2 separate regions of the Mus musculus genome follow, and region 1 is linked to region 2. The links are chromatin contacts, called in public HiChIP or PLAC-seq maps. All regions are on one chromosome and are shown on one strand. Each heading gives the region's core, a stretch centred on a gene start, on an enhancer-like site or on the middle of the called end of the contact. The rest is flanking DNA. Distances are from core to core; before and after follow the strand shown.

Region 1 (2,798 bases), core at 78-2,577, 1.2 Mb after region 2:
CCTGTGAGGACTTAGAAACTATAAACAAAGGGCCTGTCCTCACTGTCCTATAAACATGAACCACTCCCCTCTATGCACTGTTTGTGTCAGATCCATAAGGACAACCTACAGATGTATGGTTATGTCTGTGTACAAAAACACGCTTTTCCAGCAGGAAGTGGTATGCTGTGTATCTAAAGTTTGCAGCTATAAGCACACAGACACGGGAACACAGCTATATTTTATTCACTTTCCTTTTATCTGGTTCTGTTAAATATTTTGTCATTTTTGGGCAACACTAGCAATACTCCCCACAGCCCAGCTATTTCGCCTCTCAATGGGGAGTCCTTTCTCTGTCTTGCTAACTTGGCATCTTTTAATAGTTCATTACCATACTGACATATGATATAGATAAGAGTTAGTGACAGATTATTGAAAACAACTGCAAATTTCTGTAATAAATTTTATCTGGAATCTCTTCATGGTATTTACTAAAATAATTATTTGGTTTCCTTCTTTTGACCTACTAATAATAAACTTCACCCACTTTAATATTAGAAGTAACCTAGATGTCCTACGTAAGAGACCACTGCCCAGTTCTATTTGCTCTGTTTTAGAGTCTGCACATCTGACTGGTGGGCTTCAGCTGCGGGTTATTTCTGGTAATTCTCACCAGGTTTTGCTTTCAGCACCATGCTAGCTTCTAAGCTTTGCTTTTTTTCTATGCCTTGAAAGTTGAGAGAACTCATCTATGGCATCATCAACAGTTAATACCACAAAACAAACGTAACTATGTACTGCATTTGGGGATTTTTGCCTGTTCAAGTCACTTTTAAGCAATTATATGTCCCTAAAATACTACTTCAATTATAAATTCAAATGTATTAAGAGTGGTTCTCTCTAGCGTGGATACTTATTTACATAATCTTTTCTACCTTTGCAGAGACTGGGGGCACAGTAACTCGCCAAACTGACTACTTCCCCAATCCCAGATTTGATTCTGCTCTGCCATGCAGATTGTGTGGTCTACACGGATCAAACAGCCGCAGCTGCCCTGCCTCGAGCTCCTTCCCTCCTGGGCCAATACTCCGGGGAAACACACACCTTTCCTGGCTCCCTGCCCAGCTTTCCACCCACTGCTCTGGCTCCCCAGTGAGTACCTGCTTCTTGGGTTTCATTTTCACCAGTGTAAGAGTCTTTGAATACTATTGTCACAGGACAGAGCCCACAGCAAGTGTCCCCTTTCTCATTTCCCCATGCCTGGTGAATTCACCACACTGCAGGTATACTCTTGCTATCCCTCAATCTAGACACTGACGAAATATCCCTGTGAGGATTTCTTCTCCTTCCTTCCTCCTGTTACTTCCTGTTGCATCACAAAAGAGCCTCTTCAGCCTTCTACCACTCAGAACCACCACGTAACCCCTTCACCGCACACCACCACAGACCTATACTGAGATACAGGAAAGGTTTCACAAACTCCTTGTTGTCCCTCCAAATGGAATGCTAGAACATAACTAAAGCAGAGACACTGCTCCTCAGAGGAGGAAGGCCGTCTTTCCTCAGCCTGTCTGCCACAGCAGCACTGTTTCCTAAGACTCCTCTTGCCTCCCTTTCAGATTTGCTACAAACGTCCTCGCCTTAATGCCTGTTGGAAATTTCAAACTCTTCCACTCAGCTAACTTACTCAGAAGTTTCTCACTCAGTCTTGTTGACTTTTAAACTTTGTATTATTTAATTTTTATCACTCTTTTACACACACTCCCTCTCTTAACATACAATCTTACACAGTTACACACATACTCCATATACATAGTCCCTCTCTTACACAGTCTCTTACATTCTTATGCACTCTTACACACACTCAGTCTTACACATACACTCTTTCACACACTCTTACACACACTCTTACACATGCTCACTCTCTTAAACTCTTACACACACACTCTAACATACTGTCTCTTACACAGTTACACACTCTCTTATACACAGTTACACACACACTTCACATACTCCCTCTCTTACACATACTCCCTGTCTCTTACAGACATACACTGCAACACACTCTCTTTTTCACAGTCTTTTACACACATTCTTTACACTCTCTTACACACACACTCTCCATTAACACTCTTACACACACTGTCTCTTACAGATTCTTACACTCTTACACACTGTCTCTTACAAATATACTCTCTTACATATACATTCACTTACACATAACACTCTCACACACAAACATACTCTCTTACACACATACATACTCTTACACACACACACACACACACATCGGGAGAGGGCAGAGGATAACATGCCAAAGGTCACTTTCTCCTTCCACCATGTGGGTCCTAAGAATTAAACTCAACTCACCAAGCTTAGCATAAAATTCCATTACCTACAAACCATCTCACCAGCCTGACTTTTAAAAGGTGTTTCTAAATGATCCATTTTGTGTCAGTTATATCTGTGTTTAGATTGTTTAACTAATAATATACCTTATGATATATGCCATTAATAAATCCATACTAGAGATTCAAAAAATGACAATTACTTGGAGGCTCTTTTAAAATGTTTATTTCAAGCTGGGAGGGAGGTGTTAGTGGCCTTTAATCCCAGCACTTGGAAGGCAGAGGCAGGCGGATCTCTGAGTTCAAGGCCAGCCTGGTCTACAGAGTGAGTTTCAGGACAGCCAGGGCTACACGGAGAAACCCTGTCTTAAAAAACAAAACAAAACAAAAATTATTTCTTCAAGTAAGTGTTTTATAAATAATAAAAAATAACTAACTTTTAAAAAATATATAAGAAAACAGAATTCTATG
Region 2 (2,873 bases), core at 74-2,573:
CCAACACACTTATCGAAAATGACATAAACTTAAAGGCATACCCGGAGCTCCACCACCCCCCCCCACCCCCCCCCCCCCCGCAACACACACACTGGTTAGGTGCAGCCTTCCTTTTCTAATCCGAAGCTCTCAACTTCTGTGGGTTGTGAACTCTTAGAAACAAAAACAAAAAGCAAACTGCAGACATGTACTAAGGAATTCAGTCATGAAGTGCAAAGGTGATTTTCACTTGCACACAACGTCCCTCTGATCCACGTGTAGGTTCTCGCTCTAGAGTGATTGCTAGAAGCCCCTAGGGTTAATATTAAACAGGTGTATTTCGATCTTTAGTGAAAAATCACATTAAAGAGGCTTAGACTAACCGATTTTAGTGGCATAAGCTAGTGTAGGGAAACCCCAGGCTTTCTAGGAAGATTCTCAATACAGCATTACCATCTTTCGGCAGTTTCTCCAGTATTTCTGGAGCTACAGCTTAACTTCATTCCCGTGACAGGCGGGCGCAAGCGCCTTCACATAAACAGACGAGGCTGAAGAACAATGCTTGTGTTTTTCCAGCGCCTCTGCCTCTCGCTAGAACTCTCCACCGACATCCCTTGAGAAATGTCGCCAGTGGAGGGAGCGGGGCAGACAATGGGATAAACTTTTGCCCCGACTGCTCCGCGTTTACAGACACCCCGAGGCTGGCACCCTACCGCTGCCACCGCCGCCGCCGCGCATAGCTGCTGGAAGCCCCGACAGCAGGGGCTTGTGCGAGAGCCTGCGCATCTACCTCGGGCTGCTGGGAGGGAGGGAGGGAAGGCGAGCGGCGAGCAGCCCCTCTCTCCTCCTTCGGGAACCGAAGCCAAATCTCACGCACGAGCAGTTCCGGGTGCTCCAAAACTTGTTCGCGAAGTACCCGGAGAAAGAGCGCGGCGGGCTGGGCGAGCCCCAGCCGCTGCCGAGACGCGGTGTCCAAGCCTGCAAGCGACACCGGCGTCGGGTGGGCGCCCCGGGGAGCCCCGAACGGGCGGCCGCACCTGCTGTCACTCCCGCGGCCGGCCGCGGCGGACCAGGCCTGCGGCCCGCACTCCCCCGCAGCCTCCGCGGCCCTCCCGCCGCCCGGCCCCGCTCGGCTCAGCCCCGCTCGGCTCCGCTCCGCTCCGCTCCCCGCCTCAGGCCGCACTCGGCCGCGTCCCCTCAGCCACGAGCTGCGAGGCTCCGTAGACTCACCGGGCCTCCCTCGCCGCGGTGCGGCCGCTCCCGTCTCCCCGCCGCTCCCGCGCTACCCCCGGGCGTTGGGCGCGGGCCGCGGGGCGTCCGCAGTAACGGGCCCGCGGAGGGCGGCGGCGCGCGGAGGGCGGGGCGGGGCGGGGCGGGGCGGACCCGCAAGCCTGGCGCCCGCCGTGGCCGGCCGGCGCGCGGGACTTCTTTGCCGAGGGTCGCAGCGCGGCGGACGCTGACGCCGAGGAGAGGTCCGCGGGGGACGGACTGCGGAGGACCAGAACCACCTGCTGGAGGAGCCGCGCTACGGGGGCCGCGCAGGGTCCAAACGGCTCGCGTAGGCGGCGGCTCCGCGGTCCTCGGGGTCGCGGAGCCGGGAAGGTGGGAGGCCTTCCGGGAGGAGGCTTAGGCCGCCGCGGGCGGCGCGCGGCGGGATCGCCAGGCTGTGGGGAGGCCCGGGGGCGGAGGCGGACCTCCAGTCGGCGAGGGAGGGCGGTGCTGCACGAGATGCAAACAGCCGGACGGCCTTGGGTTCCCGCGGGAGCACCTCCGGGGCCGCTTTAGTTTTGCAAAGTTAAGCGGCTTACCGGCAAACCCGTCCGCTACCGCCCAGCCGTGCGGGCTGCCCGGCGATGTCCCGCGCGAGTCACCGCCGCGGGTGTAGACGTGGGGGACACAGTGGGGAGCGAAGCAAAGAATCGCAGAAGACGCCAGATCACCCTAGGGCCCGGTGGAAAAAGAGAATGTTACTCGGGATCCGAGGACTGCGAGCATCTTTGGGGCAGCGCGAGGGAGGAGGCTTTTGGATTTGGCCTGGGAAGAGGTGGGGTTTTGCGGGGAGACCTCGGGGCCTTGGATGGAGGCCATTGGACGCTGCGTTCCACAATGAGATTGGAGGTGTTGACAAGTGGCAGAGACGACTGAAAAATGAGGGAGGGGGGCGGCGGTGGTGAGGGATGGCTGAGTTCCAAGAGTAAGGATTGATGTTTAAGGCAATATTTGATGTTTTAGGATTTAGAAGTTTGAAGGAAGAAATGAAGGCTTTTTTTGCTTTGTAACTCCTGCAGATGTTAGAGATTGAAAACTGGCAGTCCTGTGTAGACCAGGCAGACGGTAATAACAGATGAGCTATGGGGGGGCGGGGGGGGCGGTGAGGACACACGGCTATGAGCCCCCAACACTTGGCAAGCTGATCAGAAAGTGAGTCCAAGGCCGGTGGCTACACAGAAAGATTGATCCGGGGGTCGGGGCCAAGAGGATGGGGCAAGACAAGATAAAGGAAGGCAGGAAGAATTTTAAATGATTGAGAAGTGATGTGGAGGTGCATTCTACAGGATTTGAACATCTGATTGGGAAGGGAGAAATGAGGTCTTGAGACCCGGTTGCTTGTAAGAGGGAGCGTGAACACTTGGAAGAGGAGGATGCAGCTACTTACCGGTTTTCATAGGACTGGGGTTGAAGGCAGCTAAATAGGTGGCCATAAGCAGTTGAAGCAGTTCTAAAACAGCTGAAAGAACTGCACCTGGACAGTACACTGGGTGCTGGGGAATAGTTCAGTCGATAGCTTGAGTTCTAGCCCCAGAATAAATGTAAAAGCTCCCAGCGTGGTATATCAAGCTCTGGTCCCAAAGATTAGCGGGCAGAAACAGGTGGATCCCTCGGTCTTGTTAGCT

The links. HiChIP or PLAC-seq counts read pairs in DNA pulled down with a chosen protein or histone mark.
Region 1: an H3K4me3 HiChIP or PLAC-seq map of stem cell-derived neural progenitor cells shows a contact between it and region 2, with 7 times the contacts expected there. The contact joins the enhancer-like site here to the promoter of Gkap1 in region 2. A contact is called at or near these places in 6 of 39 promoter capture datasets (the 3T3-L1 cell line, the C10 cell line, cranial neural crest and 2 more) and 2 of 115 datasets of contacts at active chromatin or transcription factors (embryonic forebrain and stem cell-derived neural progenitor cells).

Annotation. Positions count from the first base shown.
Region 1 is chr13:59,508,819-59,511,616 of GRCm38.p6, forward strand. All of the region lies in intron 11 of Agtpbp1 (ATP/GTP binding protein 1), which reads right to left. Among named protein-coding and RNA genes, the nearest start is that of Agtpbp1, 47 kb to the right of the region's middle. Within about 2 kb of position 1,328, at least 98 of the 459 cell types and tissues checked have an H3K27ac peak or open chromatin away from gene starts, as enhancers often do.
Region 2 is chr13:58,272,865-58,275,737 of GRCm38.p6, forward strand. It overlaps Gkap1 (G kinase anchoring protein 1), which reads right to left and starts at 1,324. Exons shown (of 12, transcript NM_019832.4): 1 at 1,210-1,324. It overlaps Gm26555 (a long non-coding RNA gene), which reads left to right and starts at 1,987. Exons shown (of 8, transcript XR_873524.3): 1 at 1,987-2,873.